Linked DNA regions of Sus scrofa: regions 1 and 3 are each linked to region 2. Evidence: chromatin contacts called from public Hi-C and promoter capture Hi-C data. All regions are on one chromosome and are shown on one strand. Each heading gives the region's core, a stretch centred on a gene start, on an enhancer-like site or on the middle of the called end of the contact. The rest is flanking DNA. Distances are from core to core; before and after follow the strand shown. Region 1 overlaps MYOM3 (myomesin-3). Region 2 holds the start of SRSF10 (serine and arginine rich splicing factor 10). Region 3 holds the start of MYOM3 (myomesin-3).

Region 1 (4,308 bases), core at 144-2,643, 74 kb after region 2:
TTTGTTTGGCATTCCTTTTGATTTTTAAAATGATTGCATGAAATGAATTATTTATCTTGATCACTGAGATTTTAGCGCCCCCTAAAGTCTGTGCATGAGTTGAGTGCCTGCTTGCCTTGCCCTCTCCTGACTCCCCGCCCTGTGCTCCGGGCACTGCCTGGAGGCGGAGCCCTGAAGTCAGAGCTACCCTTACCTCTTCAATGCAGACAAGCCCTGCTCCTGTCTGCGGGTCATACTGGCCAGCTGGGAACTCTCTCTTCTGGAAGAACCACTGGAAGCGGGTTTCTTTCTTGGTGTTGGTCACCTAAGGAAGGTGCCGAGTCAAGAGACCCCTTCAGGCTTTGGCTTTTAAGTGAAGACTTAGTTTGTCAGAACTTTTGTTGTAAATGTGACCCCCCCACATTTCCCCCCCACCCCACTTCTCTCTGTCTCTTCTGATGGCTTCTAGACACTGGACTTTCGCTAATGATGTTTCCTCTGCTTCTCAATCCTTCTCCTATTCCATTTTTCCTGTAAATGCCTATCTCATCTCCTCCAGGAAGCCTTCCTAGAGTGCCCCTTATCATGAGTAATCAATTTCTTGCACCCCTCCATCACAGCAGGAGGCATGCTGTTCTCCCATGATCTTGCTTTGGACCGTGGGATCCTAGAGGCCTAAGGAGACCACTGTTTCATCTTTGTACGCCCAGTGCTTGCAGAATGTCTAACGCAGAGTAGGTGCTCTGCATTGGTTGAACGGCTACGCTTCATGGGGTGTGCCCTCCCCCTGTATCTAAAAGGCTGCAGGGTGCTGAGAAGGAGCAAATGTTTTGGAGTCAGACACCCTCTGACTCCCCCAGCTCAAGGCTCTCTCTTACTGTGTGGTCTTGAGCTATTCCTCTGCTTATTTTCTCATGGGTAAAGTGGAATCATAACGCCTCTCTCACAGATGACTGTGAGGCAGTTGAGATAAAAGAATGCCCTGAAGCGCTGAGCACAGGGTCTGGCAAGACTGACACTCAGAATCCACCCTCAGACCCCTGACCCCCCCAAACCCCTCCCAGAGCAGCTGGCAGATCTAGCTCAAGGCTGACCTAACACCCGCCCACTAACTCACTCTAACTCGGCTCCTTGGGATTTTGTTTCCTGGTTAAATACAAAATTCTTAGGGCTACTTCCTCTGCTGGGGAACAGACTAGCGCAGGGCATGGTGTTTCCAGGAGTGGGGCAAGATGGGCAAGGGGCTTGGGAACAGCCACAGGTCTGGCCCCATTGGTTTGGGGGCAGGGCTGGAGGCGGGGGCGGGGATTTGCCTTGCAGGTCAGCAGCACTTGGCAGTCCTCCGTGACCTTCCACTGCAGAGGCTCCTCGAAATACGGACCTGGGAGGGACAAACACACACGACCATCGGTCAGAGCGCCAGGCTTAGCCTGGGCGCCACCTGGTGGCGAGACAGGGGAAGGCAGCTGAAGAGGGGCATCTAGTGACCACTGGCCGCTCGGATTTTGGGATTTCCGTCCCCATCAGGGCGGGGACTGGGGTGAATGAAGTAAGGGAGGCCCTTAGGGTGCAAAATTTAAGGCGGCGCTCATTCTCGGGGTTAAGCAAGTGCTCTTTTGTTCTGGCACGAGGAGGACAACACTGGATCCAATGGTAGTGACCTTCCCTCGCGGGGGCGGGGGCAGGGGCGGGCAGTAGGGTGGAGGGGTTTATTAACCCACTAGCCCAGTGGTTCCCCAGCAATGACTGCTGGCCTGGTGGCCGAGGCAGTTCTTACCCTGTTTTCTCTTCCAGTCTCTTCTCTTGGCATCCGCCTTCCTCAGAAGTTTGTCAAACTCTGTGAAGAGAGAGGGGAACTGGCGTGATTGAGAGGAACGCGGGTCTGGAGGGTCTAGAGTGGGGGCGTCAGGGTGGACAGAGACCTCAGGGCTGGGAGCTGAGGCCAGGTGCGTGGGGTGCACCGGAGCAGGGGTGGGGCCGGGGGTGGGGGTTAGGAGGCGAGGGTAGGTGCAGGGCAGAGCTGACCGTCATCCACCAGAGCCAGAGTGATCTGGTTCTTGGCTTTTCCATCTTGGAGCTGGGCCGTGTAAGACCCTTTGTCGTCCTCAGTCAAGTTCTGGATGATAACTTCCACCAGGCCCTTCTCTCGGACAAAATTGATTTTGCGGTTCTGGGGAGAACAAACCCAGAGAGTCTTTCCTGCCCTTTTCCAATCCCAGGGAATTTATGGGGCACAAGTCTGGCCGAAGTGGGATTTGGGGGTGATATATGCAGCATTAGAAGCCTTCAGAGACTGGAGAGGGGGACTCCTGAGTAACCTTCTCCTGTATATACTGGGTTGTCCCCACACCCGGCCCCTGAGAACAAACACCCTGGGGCCCCGCAGGCAAAGAGTCTGCGTCCTTGATTTAATTGCCGTTAACCATCAGCCCCCAACCTCCTATTGGTCCGCTGCCAACAGGAAGTTGTTTTCCATTTCTTTTGCAATTTGATAGAAAAAAAAAATCCCCCTAAAACTTTAAAGGAAAAATGCGAAAAAGCCTGTGTACGTGCTACCCAGAATTAACACTCATTTACATCGGTCACAGTCTAACATTTTTGCAACATTTTCTTTTCTACATTGAAGACCTTACTCCCTCTGGCTTTATTTGTATGTATGATTTGAAGGAACCATCTGGTTTTATTTTATTTTCCTATGGGGCATCTGATAGCCTTAGCGTTGCGTTTTGAGTCCAGGCTTTGCTATACTTCCTACCGAGAGCCAGGGTCATGCTTATTAATCTTTGTTTTTCCCTCTGCTCCTACTGCATGCAGAGATGCTCCAGGCCAGGGATCCAAGCTGTGCCACAGCAGTGACCCAAGCCACGGCAGTGACAACACCAGGTCCTTAATCCTCCAGGCTACCAGAGAACTCCCCTTGTTAATCTTTTTTTTTTTTTGGTCTTTTCTAGGGCCGCACCCACTGCATGTGGAGGTTCCCAGGCTAGGGGTCCAATCAGAGCTGCAGCAGCCGGCTTACCCCAGAGCCACAGCAACGCGGGATCCGAGCCAGGTCTGTGACCTACCCTACAGCTCACGACAATGCCGGATCCTTAACCCACTGAGCAAGGCCAGGAATTGAACCGAAACCTCACGGTTCCTAGTCGGATTCGTTAACTACTGCCCCAGGAAGGGAACTCCTCCCCATGCTTAATCTTTATGCAGAACTTTCCAATCTAGTTTCTCAATTACTCCTCCTGATCCTGGAGCAACGAGCCCCATTGTACAGATGCACAAACTGATGCACAGAGAGGTGCAGAGACCTGCCCAAGGGCACACAACCCACGGGGAATGAATAGGAGTCTTCTGACATCTGGCTCTGAGCTCTTTCTCCTCTGTCAGAACCAGAGCCCCTCTTTATAACACATATTTAATGTTGACCACTTGGCCATCTGGAGGTGAAATTCACAAATAATATCATCCTATGATTGAATCTCTCATGAGACTGAAATAAGCATGTTTGTAAGTAAAAACAGTTGCGTGTGGGCAGCTAACGTGGTTCAACTAATACAACTGAGCTACACACATGATTTTTTAAAAAGAAATATAATACCACAGCTATAATAGCAAGAGGAAATAACAATAATTTTTTCAATATGCAGCTGCTCAGACACAATCTCACTCGTGCTGCACTGATTTATAATGAATTGATTTGAATTAAAGAGAAGAAAAGCAAAGCTATTCTGTACAAGAAGAACAGGAAAATGAATGAATGAACACACATAAATTGGCTAATAGAATAAAGACTCTATTCCGTGTATACTAAAACCGTGAAAATTCTTTGTGTTTGTATCTCAAGGTTAGGGTCCAAATGTGCATGATTATAACCACGAAAGTAGGGTTTTCATCTTAAGAGCGTCTGGCATGAAATTCTTTGTGGGAGTGTCCCTTGCATTGACAAGTGTCTAACTTGCCTGCCACCTGCCCCCCGCCCCTAAAATCCATGTGTCCCCACTCCCACCTCATGACTATGACAGCCTGAGCAGGTGGCCATTTCTAAAATGTCCACTAGGGGGAGGCACTGGCCAGTGGAGACCAGTGTCCGGGAGGCCACCTTCTGCACTGGGGACCTCACCTAGGAATTCTGAGCCCCTAATTACCGGTGAGCTGAAGATTTCCTTGTCGTTGAAGATTAGATGCAGCTCAGCGGCTGGAGACAACTTTTCTACTTCCAGCCAAAGCCGCACCTCTCCTCGCTCAAGGATGTCAACGTTCCAGCCCGAGATCAGCTTGATCACTGGGAGGCAGAGGACAGGAAGGGGTGGGCAGGGCACCCTTCTCCTGCCCCCA
Region 2 (4,397 bases), core at 450-2,949:
CCCCTCACTAATCAGCCATCTGAAGAAAGGATATTGAACATATGCAAATCCTCTTGGACGACGAGTGTAGAAATCAAGTGGAACATACACATCAACTATAGGACCATAACGACCAAATTCACGTCGCAAATCTTCAGACCTAAAACATCATGAAAAGACCCCAAATTTTTATGTTTACTACTTTTAAAGTTTATTTGTAAGAAATAGGTTTCTTTCTGAAATATTTCAGAAACAGGTTTCTTTCTGTAATTAAAGAGACTGTGCTATGTTCCTGGGTGACAAGAAATGGACAAGCTTTCTAAATTTCACTCAACATCAATAACCAACTGTAAGAATATACATGTCTTTTTGAAAAAGGAAAGCTAGAATCCAAGATTTTGGAAGGTAAAAATGCAGTTTATAATAAAACTTATTACTATTTCACATTAACAACAGGAAAAAAGACATTTAAAGAAACTTGATTCCAACTTAGCACTTGTTTTTATCCACAGCCTTCATTTTTCATAAAAGGCACAATAGCCTTAAGTTGTATTTAAGTACTGCTACTCTAGTATTCTGAAAATTACCAAGCACTTATTATTACCTCTAAGTTTTAGCCACAGTTGGGAGATATGGTTTGAGAAATAAGTCACAAGTATACATAATTCCTTAATAAATGTAAAAGTGACATAAAAGGGAAAGTTTCCTAGACGCAAATTACTATTGCTTACTTTCTTACTTAGAATTAGGACAGGAAAACATCACACAAGGCTACCAAAATTAATTTTTGTGTAAAATGATTATTTGTGATACAAAGTTTCATCTTGTAATAAGATCTCTTCCAAAAAATTCTGACGGCAACTCCAAGCAATTAAGGGAATTGGTGAGAACAAAGGAACGGACTGGATTAATCCAATTTAGCTATCAACGTTCTAATGGTAGAGGCTTCCTAAACTTCCCTTTTCAAAGGGTGACCACTATTTCCGGGAAATGGGAAGAACTAGTTTGTACTGTTTAACCGTTATTTTTTTTCTCTAATCTCAACATTCCCTTTCTCCGAACACCTCCAACGTTTAAAAAAAAAAACCACGCAAATGTAACACAACGGCAACCAAAAATAGCGTAGCAAGTGCTTCGCCACATTCCCCTCCCTCGATCCCGTTATTTCACCGCAAAGCAATTTTTAACTAAAAAAAATTTTCTGGGCCGAGGATGCCTGCACCTCAAAAAACGTGAACTTCAAATCAACGGGGAGCGGACGTTCGGCGCGGGCTGGACGCGTGGAGGGAAAACGAAGAGGAAGCTCCCCCTCCCCCGAACTGCGAAGGGGAGGGGACTGAAACCCCGCCACGCGGCCCGCGCTCTCGCGGCGGCCCCGGAGGACTAGCGGCGCCGCCCTCGCCCCAACGCGGCGGTTGAGCCGTCAGCGACAGCGCGGCCTAGTTCGGGCCCGAAAGCCGGCGCGGGACCCGCCATCTTCACCCCTTCCCCTCCCCCGGCCCAGCGCGCCGCCGCCGCCGCCGCACGGGTCCTCTCCGAGCCTGCGGCCTCCCCGCTAAGGCCCCGGGGTACCTCCCCTGTACCTACCTGGTATCGTCGGCCACGTTCCTCACGAACAGAGACGTATTGGGGGGACGCAGATACCGAGACATGACTGCGGCGTAAGTCTCAGCACGGACACTAACGGGCTCAGCAAACCGTCCGCAGCTCTGGCGGCGGATCCTCAGACACACACAGCCAGAGGGCTCCGCTACGGCAACCGCCCCTTCTCGCGAGACTTCACTCCCGCCTCCCCCTCCTACCTGCAACGGTTCTCTCCCGCGAGATCATCCGGCGTGCGCCTGCGCATGCGGACCGCTGGAGTACGTGCCGCAGCCTCGGTCTCATTCATTGGCCTCTCGAGCTTCCTCCTCTTCCCCCCCCGCAGCCCGCTCTTTCTTTAGTGCTTTATTTTCCCGCCCTTTTCTGCCTTGCACCTCTTTTCCCCCTCCTAACCCCCCAGGTCAGATGCTTTAAAGTACGCTAGACTGTATGGTTTTTACAAACTAGACGGAGTTTAAATATTATAATTCGGAAAGACTGCCTTACTTTTTTCTATCTGGCCCACGTTATATTAGATCGCTGACCGGCAAGAGAAGAATTTACAGCCTCTGGTGTTAGTGTGAAAAGGAAGGAGATGTGTGTCCTTGCAGAGAGATAGGCCTGTCTCTCCAGTGAGTCTTGTACGCGATGGGCTCACTCCCTGAGCGCCTTTGCCCAGGCTACTCCTCACGTACCCTTCTTGGTCATTTCCTCACCTATCCACGCTGTTTGCTCCTAATTAAAGGCCGTTCCCTACCAAAATGGGACGCAAACCTCACATCTTGGTCTCTGTTGTCATCTACAGTGTATTCCTTGCTAACAACTTCATGGGTATGCCTTGTTCGTGTATTGCAGTGTTTCTCCAATAATTTGTGGATCTCGGGGCAAAATGAAAACATTCAAAAATTAAGATCACAGTAGCAGAGCATTAAGTCTGAGAGCAGGGTCCTTTGCATTTGCACAGGTGGCACAGCCATGAAGCCTCCATGAATGTTAGCGATTATTATTATCACTCATAATGCCTTGAGAAACAATAGGAGAAAGTGAGGTACAAATACTTCACTCACTGGAGTTGCTTCCTGCCTCACACACCAAGTGCACCTTTGATTTTTTGTGCTTTAGGATCCCAGAGTCTTGAAAAAGATACTGCGAAAAGTAGAGAAAGTAAACACCTTTCATCTGGGGCCTGAGATGGGCAGTTTACCAAATTATAAATCTGCAGCAGGTGGTGGGAGGCGGCAGTGACAGGTGGACGAGGAGATACACCAAGGAATTTTGCAAGTACAACCCTTCCTCACAAAAAGTGCTACCATGTGTAGTCAAGAGCACCACAGAATACCAGAGTTGGTAATTTTTTTGAAAACCAAATATTAATCTCTGAGAACAGTCTGTTGGCACTGTGCCTCTTCTTGAAGAAATTATGTTTCATTGAGATTGATGTCAGAAAACAACTTTCCTTGGGTGCTGTTCTCAGAATTGCACAAATAAGACCCCAAGGTAAAGCGGAAAGTGAAGTCTATGGATTTCCTTGATCCCGAAACAGCTTCTTTCCTGATTTGTGGGCAATGGCAGACATATCATGTGTTGGAATTATCAGCCTGTCTCTGTAAGCAAAGCCAAATCCTTGAGTCAATTCATCAAGCTTAATTTTATGGCTACAACGGTTTCATTCCGACAATTGCCAAGGATGGGGCTGGGCACTATCTTTGTCTCCATAGGAAAATAATCATCTAGAAGCCTGCTCTTTAAATGTGTTTAATAAGACGTGCCTGGTATTTCCTAGACATCTTCTCACTCTGGTGAGCAGGCAACAAGCCAAGTTTCCCAGACAGAAGAGGACTCAGTGTTCCCTTTTAGATATTCCTTCCTTTTGGATCAGACACTTTGGGGCACACATGTAAACACATCAATTTACCTAAGTACAGGCTCTTCTTTGAACCACAGCCTCCCACTAGTTTGCTTTGTGGGTGGATTAACCACTAATGCATTTGTTCATATTATTCCTGAGATGATCTATTCTAATACATGGATTGCTACGTCGAATCTGCCTAAGGCAAAAAAAAAAATCACTTGTTATATCTTAGCCTCATTTTAATATCTTAAAATAACATTTTTCCTAGATGTAAATGCTCTGCATTTATTGTTAACATTTTGGAAATAAACCTACAAAAGCAACAAACATCCCCTGTGATCACACCATTCAGAACTCATTCCTTCGAGAACATTTCCACGTTTCTAAGCATTTCTGTAAGTGTTAAAATTGGGAGTCATACTAGCATATGACTTAGCATTTAGTTAGTACCCCTGAGCCTCAACTTTCTCATTCAAAGATAAGGATGAAACATTTATAACTGATAGGATTTTACAAGGATTAAATGTGGTAATACATGAAAAGAGTCTTACACATAGTAGGTGATCAATAAATAGTGTATTAATGTTATTATTCTGGAGTTCCCGTTGAGGCTCAGTGGATAAAGAATCCAACTAGCATCCATGAAGTTGCAGGTTCGATCCCTGGCCTTGCTCAGTAGGTTAAGGATCTGGCATTGCTTTGATCTGTGGCCTAAGTCCATAGATACAGCTCGGATCTGGTGTTGCCGTGGCTGTGGCTGTGGTGTAGGCCAGCAGCTGTGGCTCTGATTTGATCCCTAGCCTGGGAACTTCTTTTTTTTTATATATATATATATATATTTTTTTAAATTTTCCCACTGTACAGCAGGGAACTTCCATATGCTGTGGGTGCAGCCCTAAAAAGAAAAAAAAATGTTATTGTTCTCATTTGATGGCCATGATTACAAGTGGAATCATTACAAGTAAAGCAATACAAGAGTACTTAG
Region 3 (4,198 bases), core at 1,264-3,763, 120 kb after region 2:
GGCAAGGAGGGTGGCAGCCCTGGGCTGGCTGGTTTGGGTTCTTGCACTAAGTTCTGTCCCAGATCTGGGCTTGGTGTCACCCCCAGGCCTCTGAGGGGACCTCTGCTGTTGAGGCTCTAGGCTGCTTGGGGGAATTGTAGAAACGTGGGAGGGTCCTTGCCGGGCTTGGCCCTGCTGTAGGCCCTGGGCGTGAAGAGGGAAGCACAAGTGGAGCCCACCCCCTCAGCTCTATCCCGTCTGCTTCTACGCAGTCCAGCTCCGCCCTGTCCCCACCTGCTGGTGATGGCGGAGTTTGCGTGTGCAGATTGTGTTCTGACCTGGGTGTGCGCTTGCACGTGGGGGACCATCTCTCTAAGTCCATGATGTGGAGGTGGGCCTGCGGGCCTGCGGGCCTCATTGGAGATCTGGGGCCTAGAAAGGCCTGTCTGGGGCATGAGGGAGCTCAGTCTGCTAAGAGTCAGTCTTAGTGGGAATTGGATCCTTCTGGTTCCTAAAAATTTGCTCCCTTTGGGTGCTTTTTTGTGGAGCCCCAAGGGGGACTGGGTTACTGCAGAGTGTCAGCAGGGATCAAGGGCTGCCTGAGAAGCTTCCTTGGCTTCCTGCAATGACCTTGGCTGAACATAAGGGGATGGTCACCCCTTGGGCTTCCCATCTGGCCCCTCCCAAGGAAGAAGGGCTGCCTGCACCCAAAGAATGACCAGCCTGCTCTCTCTGCCCCCTCCTCCTTGCAGCCTAAGAAAAGAGTTTCCAGCACCTTGGGTGGGAGAGGCCCCTGCTTTCCTGGGACGTGGGGCCCTGGTGAGGCAGCTAAGGCTAACGTCCCCTGGCGCCAGCTGCTGGCTCCCTGCTCCGTTCCTGATTAGCACAGCGGGGCAGGCCTGGCGCTCATCCCTGACCTCCTGCGCTGCCCGCAACCAGACCCCTGGCTTTAGCGGATGAGCCATCGATTCTTTTTAAAGCACTGGCTGAGGCTTGGGATTAAGCAGTGAGAAGATCGGAGCTTCCCCGTCCTCTTTCCAGAACACTGTGTGTGCCTGGCCACCGGGGAGGGCTTGACGGTATGGGGGCCAGGAGGGGAACCATCCCTCTGGCCTTCCCCCTGAGGGTGCAAGGCCCTGGGCACTCCCCACTGCTCCCCTCCCCTCCCAAGCCTCAGGTTGTTTTCCACTGGCCCCCTGACAGCACCCCCGGTGAGAAGGGGCAGGAGGCCTCTTCTGCTCCTCCTTCCTCCTCCAGAGGGGAAGGGAAGCTCACAGGGCCAGAGTGACTCAGAGCCCTGAGCTGGGTGCTGTGGGCGGGAGCTGGGACACAGCCATGCAAGGGGTCCGGGCAGGCCGAGGTGTGTGCTTAGCGGTTCCACCAGCTTCTGAGGCCGCTGAGGAAGTGAGGCAGCGCCTTTCCTGCCGGGCCTCGGTTTCCTGCCCATGAGCCCAGGCTGGATGAGAGCCCTCCTGGCCCTGCGGGCTTGCTCCCATCCCCTGCCTGCCGGGCAGGCCAAGCCGGGCTCCACCAGCAGTGCTCTAGGTTTGCTAGAGCTGCCAGCCCACTCTGGTCCCTGCTGATTCCTAATTCCTGCAGGAAAGCCTCCACTTCCCAGGGCATCCCTCAATGGCTTGTTTTTTTTTTTTTTTTTTTTTTTTTTTTTAATGTAGCTTTCACATCACAGAAGCTCAGCTCAGAAGACCCAGGGCCTCATCGAATAGGGAGATGGGGCAGAGATTTTGTTTTTTCTAGAATTTCCCTCCATTTCCACTTGGGGTAATGCCCAAATATGTCTACTTTTTTCTTTCCAAATCTCCCAGGATCCTTTCCCAACACACATATAACACACACACACACACACACACACACACACACACACACTTCCCAGTGGAAAGTTGAGGTCTTCACTCTTTGGAGATCCCCCTCCTACCCACCCCCCCCCCCGCACCCCCTCCCGCACCGTCCCTGGAGGCGACTCACAGAAGCAGCTGTGTCTACTTAGGTGTCTCTGGGGAGAAGTTTTCAGAGGATGAGAGGGTCCTGGGTTTCCTCTTGCCCTGGGCTCGGCGGGGACTGGAAGAAGAATGTGATCCCGGAGCCTGCACGGGCCTTAAATATAGCAGTGCCGAGACAGTGTGATGACAATGGATGAGAACTATGGGGGGGGGGGGAACGGAGGGGAGGGGCCATTCCTTGGGTCCAGCGTTGCCCAGGCGGCAGCGACAGGTGGAGCTGCCCGCACCCCACCCACCTCCCGCAGACAGCTCCTCCCCTCAGCTCCACCCCTCCTGCCTAAAAAGAGCCCCCTCCCCAATTACAGTGGAAAGAAGGTGGGTGCTCAGGCCTGGCTGTACGGAGAACAGATCGGGGTGGTTTTCTTGGTGGCTGAGAGTTCTGATCTGAATTCTCCCCCAACGGACAGGTGCTCTGGGGAAGACACTGAGCTTCTCTGATCTGATTCCCCTTCTGAAAATAGAGACAGTGAGGCTGGGCCCCCAGACTTCATGGAGACATGGAAGGGGTATGACCTAAACATGGGTCTTTAGTGCTCATAAGTCATCACGGGCTAGAATGGAAGCAGGTTTCTTCTCATCTCTCTGCACACCCATGTCCAGCAGCGACTGACCAGCCCCTGCCCCTGCCCCTGTGGAGGGGGTGTCACAGGCAGGAGAGGAGAAGTCGTTTCCTTCCTCATTGTCCAAAGTTCTCAGGCATCTGGAGTGGCCCCTGTGGGAACTTTCGTCCTGATCTTTGCCCCCCACTCCTCCCACCCCCGTCTCCCATTTCAATTCCTTCCTTTCACATTCATACCCCGGCCTGGTGGACACTGAAGATGCAGAGAGGAAAAGACCTCTGACACAGGAGAAATCCTAATCTAGATGGGGAGACAGGCTCTTACAACCAGGGGTGATCAGGCAGGTACACCTGAGCCAGGTCTCAGAGGATGAGCAGGTGTGTGTGGGGGGGGCTGTCCCAGCTCCAGTCCAGAGACACAGCTCCTGGCCTCTTCCTGGGGCCTCAGGGGGCCAGGACCACTGTGCCTATCATTCTTCTTAGTGCTCTGGGGACTCCTCAGGAGAGAGAGAGAGAAAGAGAGAGAACACACAGATGAATTCTTCAGCTCAAATCTCAGACTCCTGAAAGGGATTCCTTGTACACTGCTGGTGGGAATGTAAATTAGTGCAGCCACATAATATGGAGATTTCTCAAAAAGCTAGGACTAGAACTCCCCTATGACCCAGCAATTCCACTCCTGGGTATATAGCAAAAAAAAAAAAAAAAAAAAAAAAAAGAGAGAGAGAGAGAGAGAGAGAGAAAATTAAATCAAAAAGATTCATGCATCCCAGTGTTCATAGCAGCATTATTTATAGTTGCCAAGATAAGGGAGCAACATAAGTGTCTATCAATAGATGGATGGATAAAGAAGATGTGATCAATACACACATACACACATACAGACACAATGGAATACTACTCAGTCATAACAAAGAGTGAAATTTTGGCTTTTGCAACAACATGGATGGATTTGGAGGGTATTATGCTAAGGGAAATGCGTCAGAGAAAGACAAATACTGTATGATATCACTTATATGTGGAATTGAAAAAATACCACAAACTAGAGAATATAACGAAAAAGAAACAAACTCCTAGATACTGAGAACAAACATGTGGTTACCAGTAGGAAAAGGGAAGGGGGAATGGGCAAGATAGGGGTAGGGGATTAAGAGGTATGACCTACTATATATAAAACAAATAAACTATAAGGCTATATTGTGCAACACAGGGAACACACAGTATTTCATAGTAACTGTAAATGGCATATAACCTTTAAAAATTATGAATCACTATGTTGTACACCTGAAACTTATGTACTATTCTATGTCAAGTATACCTCAATAAAAAACATTAAAATTAAAAAAAAATCTCGGAGTTCCCGTCATGGCGCAGTGGTTAACGTATCCGACTAGGAATCATGAGGTTGCGGGTTCGATCCCTGCCCTTGCTCAGTGGGTTAATGATCTGGCGTTGCCATGAGCTGTGGTGTAGGTCACAGATGCGGCTCAGATCCTGCATTGCTGTGGCTCTGAGGTAGGCTGGGGTCTACAGCTCCAATTCGACCCCTAGCCTGGGACCCCTATGCAGCGGGGAAATGGCCCTAGAAAAGGAAAAACAAAAAAACAAAAAAACCAAACTCAGTCTCCCGCTCTATATGATC

Evidence for each region. Promoter capture Hi-C pulls out the DNA fragments that hold promoters and counts their contacts. A called contact is a pair of places that touch in the nucleus more often than the background predicts.
Region 1: a Hi-C map of skeletal muscle shows a contact between it and region 2, with 5 times the contacts expected there. The contact joins the enhancer-like site here to the promoter of SRSF10 in region 2. A contact is called at or near these places in 1 of 5 promoter capture datasets (fetal skeletal muscle), 15 of 47 Hi-C or Micro-C datasets (alveolar macrophages, embryonic fibroblasts, epiblast stem cells and 6 more) and 2 of 2 datasets of contacts at active chromatin or transcription factors (alveolar macrophages and skeletal muscle).
Region 3: a contact with region 2 is called in a promoter capture Hi-C map of fetal skeletal muscle, with 3 times the contacts expected there. The contact joins the promoter of MYOM3 here to the promoter of SRSF10 in region 2. A contact is called at or near these places in 1 of 5 promoter capture datasets (fetal skeletal muscle) and 1 of 47 Hi-C or Micro-C datasets (liver).

The regions. Positions count from the first base shown.
Region 1 is chr6:81,813,933-81,818,240 of Sscrofa11.1, forward strand. MYOM3 (myomesin-3) reads right to left here. Exons shown (of 38, transcript XM_021095533.1): 26 at 4,119-4,255; 27 at 2,005-2,149; 28 at 1,757-1,816; 29 at 1,293-1,360; 30 at 194-304. Among named protein-coding and RNA genes, the nearest start is that of MYOM3, 43 kb to the right of the region's middle. Within about 2 kb of position 1,394, at least 35 of the 83 cell types and tissues checked have an H3K27ac peak or open chromatin away from gene starts, as enhancers often do. A contact at or near this core is called in alveolar macrophages, fetal skeletal muscle, liver and 3 more, where this site is marked.
Region 2 is chr6:81,739,748-81,744,144 of Sscrofa11.1, forward strand. SRSF10 (serine and arginine rich splicing factor 10) reads right to left here and starts at 1,700. Exons shown (of 6, transcript NM_001244368.1): 1 at 1,567-1,700; 2 at 35-139. The coding sequence starts at 1,631.
Region 3 is chr6:81,856,993-81,861,190 of Sscrofa11.1, forward strand. It overlaps MYOM3 (myomesin-3), which reads right to left and starts at 2,514. Exons shown (of 38, transcript XM_021095533.1): 1 at 2,301-2,514; 2 at 1,963-2,091.